Regions from separate parts of the Mus musculus genome. Here all the other regions are linked to region 4. The links are chromatin contacts, called in public Hi-C, Micro-C and promoter capture Hi-C maps. All regions are on one chromosome and are shown on one strand. Each heading gives the region's core, a stretch centred on a gene start, on an enhancer-like site or on the middle of the called end of the contact. The rest is flanking DNA. Distances are from core to core; before and after follow the strand shown.

Region 1 (2,700 bases), core at 7-2,506, 620 kb after region 4:
CAGCGAGGGCCCCATCTTAGCCCACTCAGCATGGGGGCAGTCCAAGGGTGGCCTGTATGCCCATCTAGGATGACTCTCTAATGCTCACTAACAGAGTGGCCCCTTTCTAGGATGAGAAGATTATTGGCAATCATAATACCCAGATGTAAGTGGTAGTGGGTTAGGCATGCAAAAGATAAGGGGCAGCTCCCACTCTTTTAAGTCCCTTAAATTCAAGTGTGGGGAATGACAGAACAGAGCTGTAAGTCAGAGGTCTCAAAAGAGAACAAGTGGCATTAGAGACCGCTCCATGAGATCTCCTCCTCCACCTCTTCTCACTTGCAAACTTCTTCAGGGGTGTGATGCTTGTTGTCACCCCGAAAGGCCACGAGGCCAGGTGCTCCCTGGGGCCCAGGAGACAAAGATCAGAAGGGGCTGCAGGCCTGCTCACCAAAGACACTCAAGGGCCTACAGAAAATAGGGGTCAAGGAAGAGAGCCAAGGGGCAGGACAAGAGGCCCAGGAAAGGATGGAGGCTTGGAGTCATGTATGGATGGACTGATAGAGGGAGGTCGGGAGGATGGATGGATGGATGGATGGAGGATGGATGAACTAAAGCAGAGGGGGCGGGGGTTCGGGAAAACTGAGCAGACAGGGAGACGTTGAAAGAAGCTAAGGTGCGGGGCAAAAGGCGAAGAATCAAGTGGGTGGGGAGGGGGGCACAGAAGTGGGGTGCGTGGGAAACACGTGGAGAGGACTGTTGCAGATGGGTAGAGCCGGAGCAGGTGCAGAACCGAAAAAAGCTGGAGGACGGCTCACGAGAAGAAAGATAAAGGCAAGTAAAGTGGGGGGCAGGTACTGTACACCCGCAGAGACAGAGGTGGGCAGGGTGGGCTGCGAGCGATACGCCGGCGCTAGGACCCGGAGGCGCGAAGGTGTCTGAGCAGGCGGGCACTAGGACCCGGCGGGTCCTTTGTTTGGGGGGCCGGGGAGCCGGACGGCGGCTCTAGTCGGCGGCTCCCCTCAGCTGGAGGGGGCCCTGGGGGGGAGGGGAGATAGTGATGGGGTCCCCGGATTCTAATGTGTCTGTACTCACCGTCTGCCGCAGGCAGGTCGGCCCGCTCCACCCACGAGCTCCAGCTCTGTCCCGCGAAGTCATCGAGACTCGGCACTCGCCGCTCCAGAGCGGCCATTGCTGCCACCGCGCGTTCACGCACCGCCATCACCGCCGCGGACGCGCGCCCGCCCTGGCGCCGCCGCCGCGCGGCCCCCTCCCCCCACCCTCCGACCGGGGGCACGCCTCCCTCTCCCCCTACCTTGCCAGTTCACTCTCTGCGCAAGCGCAGCTCGTGCCTCCTGCCACTACCTCACTCTCAACACAGCTTTCTGGGAAGTGTAGTTGCGGAGGGGTGGCGATGCTTACGGAGCTAGCCGAGGGATCCCTTCCGAAATGCACAATCGCACGCGGGGAAGGAGAGATCAAAGCCTCGGGATATCCTCTTTCAACCCCTCCGTACACGTCCTTTGTGCCACTAGTTCACTCTCCCAAACTTACTGCGCATACCCGAGCCCCAAACCTCTTTCTGCCCAAGATACTCTTCTAAAGCCGTGCATCCGCCAGCTGGCTGGCGCCCCTTCCTGGGCTGGCGGCCACGAAGCGCCTCTGCACCCCTGTAGATCGAATAGGGTAGGTGCAAGGAGGTGGGCGCAGTGAATCAGAAGGGCAAGGGGAGGGAGTGTGCAGGACGTGCTGAAGGACACAGGGCTTGGGGTGGGGGAGGGCCACAGCTCCTGTGCTGTTCCTCTATGGGAAACGCACGCTGCCTTGATGCAGAACGGAGGTTTGGAGTACTGTGTCTTAGGTTTGGGAGGACCTGGCTGAGCTTGCTAAGATCACCTGTCAGTATGACAGAAGGCTATCGCCGATCCAGAACCAGCCCCAGAACTAGGGTAGCCCCAAGGCTGCTGGTGTTTGCAGTGTCTCTGCTGATCGTCTCTCTCCTCCTGGGAACTACAATCGATAACCTGCACCGCCTCTTCCCAAATCCTGGCTGGACCCTGACTCCATTCATCATTTTGGCTTCTTTTTCTAGTGAATCTTTTCACCGCTGGAAAAGCTGCTATTGAAGCCTTGGCATAGGGAGGTTTCTCATATCTATCTTTTCTTTTCTTTCTTTCTTTCTTTCTTTCTTTCTTTCTTTCTTTCTTTCTTTCTTTTTTTCTGCTAAGGTCCAGAAAGTACCTTAATCACCCACCTTCTCAGCTGATAATATTTCTTCCCACCCTCACAGAAGAGACAAAAATCTACCTTCATCTCCGTCCCCATTCTCATTGGAAATTAAATATTAATCCTCTTTTTCTTTGACTACCTCACCCATCACGCCATATTGCATCCCTTTGCCTAAAATGAAGCCAAGTTTGGGAGCAATTAAGTCAAGGTCTGTGACTTTCTGCCTCCCATATAAGAGCAGTTTAACTACATAAAGAATAACATCTGAGGGCAGAAGTTCTAAACCTAAGACCCACCCAGAGGTGGTCCCTAAGAGGCCCAGAAACCTGATGAGACTAAATGTAAAACTGTGCCCAAGTACATTTTTCTAGAGAATGTAAATGTGACATGTGACTGTCTGAGGAGATGGATAGGTGTGAGTTTGTGCAGCGTGAACACTACAGTGAGAAGAGGGAAGCATATGGCCCTCGATTTGTCCTTTGGGTCACAGAT
Region 2 (2,700 bases), core at 146-2,645, 630 kb after region 4:
CAAATCTTTATGATTTGAAATGCTGGCTGCATCTCAAGGACCAGTGAAACAAGCCAGTATTCCCACTAGACCAGAGAAGGGGAAACTGAGGCCATGGGCCGGTGAATGTTTCAAGGTCACAGGGTAAATCTAATATTGAGCTATACTCTAGAATGCTGACAGGCATTTGATCCATGTTTGACTAATGTTGGAAACTAGTGTCCAGAGAAGTGACTTGTCCAAGGTCATAGAGCTGAGACAGGTAGCTCTAGGCCTGCAACCTACCATCCCTCCTTCCCGGCTCAATGTTCTGTTATGCCAGCTGTCACATTTTCTTCTGTCTTAATTGGTTTTTTTATGTAATCATTGGATTGGGAAACTGTTCATTCATCCATCCATTTCTTTACTCGGTTACAGTTTCCCAAATTGCTCCAGTGACTTCAGCTGGTAGTCTGTCTCCTGAGTCCACCCCAGGGATCATCCAGGTCCTAGAAGGTTCCAGGCAGGATGGTTTCTGTAACCCATTTCCTTTCCTGGTGCCTTTAGTAGTAGCGTTGTTCTCACTGCAAAGTGGACCTTACCCTCCTTGTCCTCCTCACCCCTCCCGCCACTGAAGAGTGGTATGTGCAGGATCAGAGTTCTGGAAAGGTTACACCCGGGTCTTCTCGTCCGAGTGAAATGTGAGCGCCCTGGGCAAAGGCGCCTTGCACATAGAAGGTCCGAATCCGGGACTCCGCATGCCGGGCTCCTCTCCCTCCTTCCACCGAGCGCTGGAGCAGCAACCCTGGTTCTCCCCTCCCCCGCCCACCTGTCGCCACCCCCCACCCTTCCGCGGTGGCTGGGCCCGCTGCATCTCCCCAGCCTCCTCCGGGGCCACATTGCTTCGGGTCCGCGTCACAATCCAGGCTCCCGAAATAGCCCGGGGTTAGGGCCGACTCACCCACTGGAGAACTTTGATGAAGCCCAGCGGCTCCTCCAGGCGCTGCCAGCGCAGCCCCAGGAGCAGGCGGTCCACCTGCGGAGACAAAGCCAGCAGACGGTCAAGGCGGGCCGGCCCGGAGGGAAAGCGTGGGGCTTTCTATTCACATTGCGGGGGCGGGAGAGACGGAATCAGACACATTCGGGACATCTAGGTAGACAGGGACTAGCGAGAGTCCACAGGCCGGGTACTCGGGGCTTACCTGCTGGCGCGGAGACTTGTCCGAGGTGCGGCCGGGGCTCTCCGTCGAGGACATGCTGGCGCGTCGGGGCGCAGTGCAAGGGTTCGACTCCCTGGCCGGGAGGCTGCGTGGGGCGCGGGGGCGCTGGGGGCGGCGGGCTCGAGGCCGTGGGCAGGCCGGGCTCCAGGCTGGCGGGCTGGGTCGTGGGGGCGCTGCTGCTCGCGCTCTCGGAGGCTCTGTCCGCCGCGCTGCCCCGCCGGCTGCAGAAAACCCCCGAGTCCGATTCAAACTTCTGTCAAACAATCTGGCGGACTTGGCAGCCGAGTCACGTGGCGTGCGATCGCGAACCCTGCTCCCGCCCCTTGCTCTCCCCTTTTTCCGCGCGTAGGGCGCCTTAAAGGGACCTGTGGAGCCTGCTAGCCGTCGGGCTGCCAGAAGGCTCCGGGGTTTTTGCCAGAAGCTTCCAGGATGGGTCCCCACTAGAACAGCCCAGCTGCTTCAACGCCACGGCCAAGGTCAGGAACCTACACGGGATGCGTGGGCTCTAGTGCAGCTTTCCCGATTTTCCTGGGTTCTGTGGAAGGGTTTTCTTCTACAAATACCGTAGTGACTAGAGCACACAAGATTTACCTAAGGCATTCTTAGTGCTTCTGCTGCTGTAACAACGGCGCTCCACCAGCCAGAACAAAGAACTGAACTTTTACTTCGCATCAGACACGGTCTTACTTTTTAACAACAAACAGCGTTTGGATGTTAATGAGTTTTAAAGTTATCAAACTTTAAAAAGTAAGAATTCGATCTCCTTTTAACCGCCAACACTATTTAAATGAGAATGAAGTCTCGGAGGAGCCGTGGGAGTGGAGATTAGCGTTTGTATTGAAAACTAGGCAGAGTTGCAGTTTGATTGACTTTGAATGGGCCTAATTTTCGAAAAGTGTTCTGCGGTAGCCGGAAGTGAGCAGTTGCTAGTATTACACATTAGGTTTACAAGGAGTGGAAATCTAGGTAGTTAAAGATGACTTCATTTACCCAAAGAAGCTGAATGAGCCAATGGGCGGGCCCAGGAGGAAACCAGCCTTCCTTCTTTGCTCTTAACTCTCGTCCATCAAAGTCATTTCTTTGATGATCTGCCACTATGCTTCCAGCATTTCAAAACCAATGCTTTTTGATTAAATGTTCTGCTGTTATTTATACAATCCAGCCATTGGATAAATGTCTTCCCAAACCTGGCCATGAGTGTGTGGGGAGGCAACCAGCTAAGGCTGGAGTTGAAGGAAACTTCTGCCATGGAATTACATGCAAATTTGGGCTAAATAAGGAATTGCTGAGTCCACAGATATGCCCGTAATAAATCATGGGGACAGGAGAAATGGTTCAGCAGTTAGGAACATTGCTTTCTCAGAAAACCATGGTTTGGCTCCTGGAACTCACATGGCACCTCACACACATCTGCAATTCCACTTCTAGGCTATTCATGGCCCCATTTGGCCCCTGGACACCAGGCTTACACATCAGATGCACATACACGCCTCAGGCAAACACTCACATACATAAAGTAAGG
Region 3 (2,700 bases), core at 114-2,613, 570 kb after region 4:
TGTGGCCCTGACGCTTCAAAGGCTCACTGCCTGGGCAGGTGGGATAGAAGATGAACGAAACTGGACACTTTGGTCTCTCCAAATGGGTCTCTTCTTGGAATCACAGCCAGACAGAAAGAGTGCCCAGGAGTCGGGGATGGCCCAAGAAAGGGATAAACATAATCAATTGGGTCTGATCGGTTTGTGTTTGAAGTTTCAAATGGTGCTAGGGCTGGCTGGCAATGTATACTCTTCAACCCAGGCTACCCCTAAAAACCACGGGGCCATATTGACTTGCTCTGAATTAGAGGCTGCAGAAATCCCAGGCCCCTCCCTCCAGAGCCTTCTTGGGGATCCTAAAATACCCCCTCCTCTTCTTCTGACTTTGCTCTCAGCTCCCCCAGTACTTAGAGAGCACAGCTCACTGGCCTGTTCAGCCCTCAAGGCAGCCCCGCCCACACACCCCTGCTCTTGCCTTGTGCCCTTCTGACCCCAACCATTCTCTTCCTGGTCCTGAAATTACACACCAGGCCCCTGGAGAGTCTCTGTGGCACCTCAGCTTCCCTAGTGGGGCATCTGATCCCACGCTTGGGGGCTGACCCTCCGAGCACAGAGCACAAGGCGTGGCCTGGTTCTTTTCCCTAAGCTTCCCGTTCTTTGGACTGACTGCCCCATTTTCTCGCCTTTTCTGCCTTTCTTATTTGGCTCTTTTGTTTCCCTCCTTCCTCCCTCCTCCTCTCTGGCTCCAGGCTTTGGGTCAGCTCTCCACTCTCCTCCTGTCTCTGCTTGAATGTACACCTTTTACTTCCTCCCCTGCACTGAGCACACTGAAGCGCTGGTCCCTGCCTCCCTGGATGAGGGAAGGAATAGCAGAGGGAGGCTGGGCCAGCGGCCAGACTTGCCTTTAGCCTCTGGCTTGGGTATCTGGGACCTGTGTCTGGGAGAGTCCTCGACAGAGCCTCAGGCCTATGGAGCTGGCGGGGACCAGGGTTGAAGACCACTGCACCAAGTGACTGCAAGCAGAGAATAGGATATGACAGCAAGCAAGGGGAAGCCATCTCTCTCTCTCTCTTTCTCTCTCTCTCTCTCTCTCTCTCTCTCACACACACACACACACACACGAGAGAGAGAGAGAGAGAGAGAGAGAGAAGGGGAGGGAGGGAGGGAGGGAGAGAGAGAGAGAGAGAGAGAGAGAGAGAGAGAGAGAGAGAGAGAGAGAGAGATTCTGTAGCCTCTACTTCTGCCTCCCTAGACAGAATTCTGGGCCAGAAACCCTCTCAATGGCCACTGGAGGGCCCTGTCTATTCCTCCAGGGTGCAGATGCAGGGGCCCAGGTGGCTGCCAGCAAAATGCAGCTGGGGACTGGAGTGGAAGCTGCACCCTCAGGAAACAGGCCACACTTTCACCCCAGCCAGTTCCCGGCCTAATTAGAGACCGGAACGGCATTGATCGTCCCTGGGCTCATTATGTCACAGCTGGGGAACAGCTGGCCAGTCTTTTCCAGGCCATTAGCTGCGCCATGAAGTGGAGAAAAGGCGGGGGGGGGGGGGGGGGGGGGGAGTGAGCGAGCAGGATCAATACCCTGTCTGTGTGTGGGGGAAACAGCTTGGTGGCTGCCTCCCCTGGCTCTCTGGGCTGTGTTTCTCTCAAAGGCTGCCTCCTGCGCACAAGCTTCGAGTTCACACGTGGAAACCCAGCTCTAACCATCTGGGAGCTTGGTGAGTGAGATAGACACACTTTGGGGCCAGTGCTGGCCCAGTTCTGGGGACCATTCCAACCTTCTCTCCCAGGGTAATGGGAGGGGAAAGACTCGTATTACCTACCCAGTCTCAAAGGGGACCTTAAAAGTCCAGGTCCTCTCCACTCCTGCAGCAAGATGACACCCAAGGCAGCTGCTTCTCTTGGCCCCTGGCCACTTCAGTGTGCCCCTGGGCTCAGTTGGGTTTGGTTTCCTGTGAGATGGGGAAATGACAGCTCTTCTGATCCTTAGGGAATAGGGGTGATGGAAGGAAGAGATGACAGCTCTCCCCTGCCCCCCACACCCCGTCCCTGGCCTGAGGCTCAGCTGGGTGACACCTGAGGCAAGCTACCTGACCCCAGGAGTTCGAGGGAGCCCAGAATTGCTTAGTAAACTGACTCTTTACTTTCAGAGTTTTAAAGTGTCAAACCTGGGGTGGGGGTGGGGGGAAACCTCTGAAAAATCATGGGCTTCTCTCTCATTTGATTTAGTGAGAGATGGTGAGGCTGAGTGTTGAGCTCTGCCGTGCCTGCCTGAGTCGTCTTCTGTCAGATGCTCCTTCCGGGCCTCAGCCACCCCTCGCAAGCATCCCACATTGAGTTTTCACGGAGCCCTGAGGTCTCCCAGGCTCATGTCCTCGAGTTTCTGGCAGAGGTGGGAGAGGAGTGTTCGCTTTTGCCCTTCTTCCCACACAGCACGGCCATGAGAAACCGCGAGAGTCCCTAGGCCTCTCAGAGCCCCAGCTGCTGCAGTGCCAGACAGCGGTTCTGCCCCTGTGAACAGAGGCCAGCTACATACAACCTCCTCTGCTCTCCGGACTGCTAGGACAGCCCCTGCAGAGTCCGTCGTGAATGAAGCACAGACAGGCAGACAGACAGACAGACAGTGGTCTGAATTCTAGACTTGAACTCTATCCAGCTGAGTTCCAGCCCTTAGAAACCAGTACTTGGCTCTAAGTAGAAGCACATGGAAGGGAAGGGCAC
Region 4 (2,700 bases), core at 6-2,505:
TCCAATGTGGTGTTTAAGCCAATAAGGCTTCAGAAAAGTTACGGTATGTTTAATAATGGCTTAATGACTCCTTGTGAGATGCAAGGCTTCTGGTTCCTGTTTGGCCTTGATTTACAGCCCAACTCTGGCTGAGGACAGCCAAGAAACCTCCTCTAAGCCTCCAACGGAAGAGGGAGGTGTTCACACCAGGCCTCTTAGATTCCTTTTAAAAATGAGAATTCAAATAGAATACAAATGATGTTTGACTCCCTGCCCCTCTCGCTAATCTCCAGGGGTCCTAAAAATATAAATGTTTTAACCCGGACCTAAGGGATCTTTAAGCTCGGGTCCAAAGGACCTCTGGTATTTCTTCCCAGATCTTAGGCACAGTAAGGATTATTCAGTTTCAGAAAGGCTAAGCTATACCCTAATCCTAGGCTTCCTTTGGGTCGAGGAGACTCACCTTTGGGAGATGCAATCCTACCCTCGCTATGTCTAAAATAGCAAGCCTGAAGCAGTTAATTTGCAGTGGATCTGAGTGACATTCAGTTTATGCTGCTCAGAAGGACAATGACCCTTCTGCTCTTCCATAGCTGACCCAAAAAGCTACCTGGGCAGACCACTGTGAAACCTAGAGATCTCTCTGTCTGTTTTGGCCTGCCTGGGCTTTGGAACTCACCACCAAATGTAGATGGACCACAGTCAGCTGAAAACGCTAAGTGAGAGGTTCAAATCACAGATAATCAATGACAGTATTGAGGCCCAAGCTCCCAAGCCCCCTGCTGTTTCCACAGCATCCAGTCTCTAGGATGTCCAGGCAAAACAAGTGTCTAAGGGAGATGCCCTTGCTTTTTTCCAGCTACCAGCAAAAATAAACCGAGCAAGGTGAAGGGGAAACTCTACCACAGTAGAGGCCTCTCTTCTCAGACTGATGTCAGATCAGGCCTCAAAGAGAATGTTGGAGGAGGGATGGGGGAGGGTGCGGGGGTGGGGAGGATGTCTGCCCTCACCGTTTCACCTCCCCAGGGCCAAGAGCCACTAAGATGGATATCAGGACTTGAGGGTGCAGCTCAGAGCCAAGGACTCACCCGACTGCTAGACAAAAGGGATCCTGCCCTCGAAAGGAAGCAGCTTCCCTCTCTTCTCTTCCAACTGCTTGTGATACCAGACTCGGGGTGAATGGGGTGGGGTGGGGGTGTTCCTGGGCTCCGAGGGGTTAACCCGCACGGGGCCGCACGTGACGTGGATGGTTCCAGCATTAAGTCAGAGGCGCGGCCCCCTCTCCTGCCCCCCACCCCCCGCGGCGCGCGCCGCTCCCGGGGGCTCCGCGCCCCCGAGCCCAGGTCCCTCCCCCTTGGCTCACAGGCCGCGCGGGTTAGCGGGAGCCCCGGAGCTCCGGCGGCCTGTGAGCCCGAGCCGGCATGGACCCCGAGCGCTGCGCGCCTTTCTCCGTGGGGCCGGCGGCCGGTCCTTACGCGGCCGCGGGGGACGAGGCTCCGGGTCCCCAGGGGACTCCCGATGCTGCGCCTCACCTGCACCCCGCGCCACCCCGCGGTCCGCGCCTGAGCCGCTTCCCGGCCTGTGGGCCCCTGGAACCCTACCTCCCAGAGCCCGCCAAGCCGCCCGCCAAGTACCTGCAGGACCTCGGGCCAGGCCCGGTGCTCAACGGCGGCCACTTCTACGAGGGCTCCGCGGAAGGTAACACGCCGGGGGTCGGGGGTGGTGGTGGAACCCCATGTCGTTCTTATCCCCAGCCCTTCCTGGTCTCCCCGACTCTCCCGCTTTCTTGCTTCTTAACTTTGGGTACGTCTCGCATTTTCCACGATTCCCTCGCTAGATCGCTGCTGGCCTGGCCGGACAAGGCCAGGGCATTGGGGACCGCAGAATCGCCTGTGTCCCCGGCCGGCAGAGGCAATGGGAGGCGGGAGGTCAAAGGAGGGTGGAGTAGGGACGATCTTGGGCCCATTCCGACCCCCAAGGTGATTGAACCTGGGAGGAGAGATCGCGCTCATCCGGAGCCGAGCCTCTCTGCCACCGACCCAGAAGAGGGGACTGGGTGGAGGGCCCCGGAGCCTAACTGGGCCCCAAAGCTGGGAGAGAAGAGTTCTGCTTTTGTGCATGGCGCCCGCTGAGGGCGTAGAGGCTGGGCCTCGACTTAGTGGCCAAACTGGACTCAGCGAGGGAAAGGCTGTGTCCTGGACTTACCCAGCTCTCATCCTCGGGCCCAGCCTCTGCAGGAAAAGGTTTTCTGATGCCGTTAAGTCGCTCCGCAGAGTGGCGGTGGCTGCTCCCCCTCAGAACTGGGACTGTCTTCAAGATCAAATAACTATGTTCTTGTTTCTCAGATTAACTTGGCCTCCCCGTCGCCACGGGGATGGCTACCCTTCTTGCAGTTGGCATCTCGGCACCGAATCATCACCGCTGAGCCGTCGGAAGCGGTCCCGAACTATCCTAAATCCCAGGGCGCATCCCACTCCGGGGACCGTGCCCTGTGTGCTAAGGCGGGTCGGACCGTACCATTATCTGAGAATGCGCCTGAGTGGCAGGGCCTGCCAAGACTCTTTTGCCGCCCACTGTACTCGCTGACCCACGAGTGGCTCAGCACCCACGCCCACCCCTCGTATGCAGCCACATTTCGTAGCCTAGACCCAAAACTAGATCCCGGGAGATCCGCCAATGCGGCAATCGCCTGCTCCTCGCGGGCCTCCTCAGAGAGGCTGG

The links. Promoter capture Hi-C pulls out the DNA fragments that hold promoters and counts their contacts. A called contact is a pair of places that touch in the nucleus more often than the background predicts.
Region 1: a Hi-C map of embryonic fibroblasts shows a contact between it and region 4, with 5 times the contacts expected there. The contact joins the promoter of Atxn7l2 here to the promoter of Alx3 in region 4. A contact is called at or near these places in 3 of 39 promoter capture datasets (the SN4741 cell line, cranial neural crest and stem cell-derived epiblast-like cells), 1 of 484 Hi-C or Micro-C datasets (embryonic fibroblasts) and 1 of 9 other capture datasets (adipose tissue).
Region 2: a Micro-C map of embryonic stem cells shows a contact between it and region 4, with 2.6 times the contacts expected there. The contact joins the promoter of Sypl2 here to the promoter of Alx3 in region 4. A contact is called at or near these places in 6 of 39 promoter capture datasets (the C10 cell line, embryonic stem cells, liver and 2 more) and 2 of 484 Hi-C or Micro-C datasets (embryonic fibroblasts and embryonic stem cells).
Region 3: a contact with region 4 is called in a promoter capture Hi-C map of cranial neural crest. The contact joins the enhancer-like site here to the promoter of Alx3 in region 4. A contact is called at or near these places in 10 of 39 promoter capture datasets (the 3T3-L1 cell line, the C10 cell line, the HPC-7 cell line and 5 more), 1 of 115 datasets of contacts at active chromatin or transcription factors (embryonic midbrain) and 1 of 9 other capture datasets (embryonic stem cells).

What each region holds. Positions count from the first base shown.
Region 1 is chr3:108,209,271-108,211,970 of GRCm38.p6, forward strand. It overlaps Atxn7l2 (ataxin 7-like 2), which reads right to left and starts at 1,257. Exons shown (of 11, transcript NM_001289545.1): 1 at 1,075-1,257. The coding sequence starts at 1,201. It also overlaps a transcript of Sypl2 not described here.
Region 2 is chr3:108,225,204-108,227,903 of GRCm38.p6, forward strand. It overlaps Sypl2 (synaptophysin-like 2), which reads right to left and starts at 1,396. Exons shown (of 6, transcript NM_008596.1): 1 at 1,161-1,396; 2 at 920-994. The coding sequence starts at 1,214.
Region 3 is chr3:108,165,273-108,167,972 of GRCm38.p6, forward strand. No RefSeq gene overlaps it. Among named protein-coding and RNA genes, the nearest start is that of Gm40122, 8.8 kb to the right of the region's middle. Within about 2 kb of position 1,364, at least 99 of the 459 cell types and tissues checked have an H3K27ac peak or open chromatin away from gene starts, as enhancers often do. A contact at or near this core is called in the HPC-7 cell line, hippocampal neurons and pre-B cells, where this site is marked.
Region 4 is chr3:107,593,776-107,596,475 of GRCm38.p6, forward strand. Alx3 (aristaless-like homeobox 3) reads left to right here and starts at 1,256. Exons shown (of 4, transcript NM_007441.3): 1 at 1,256-1,677. The coding sequence starts at 1,401.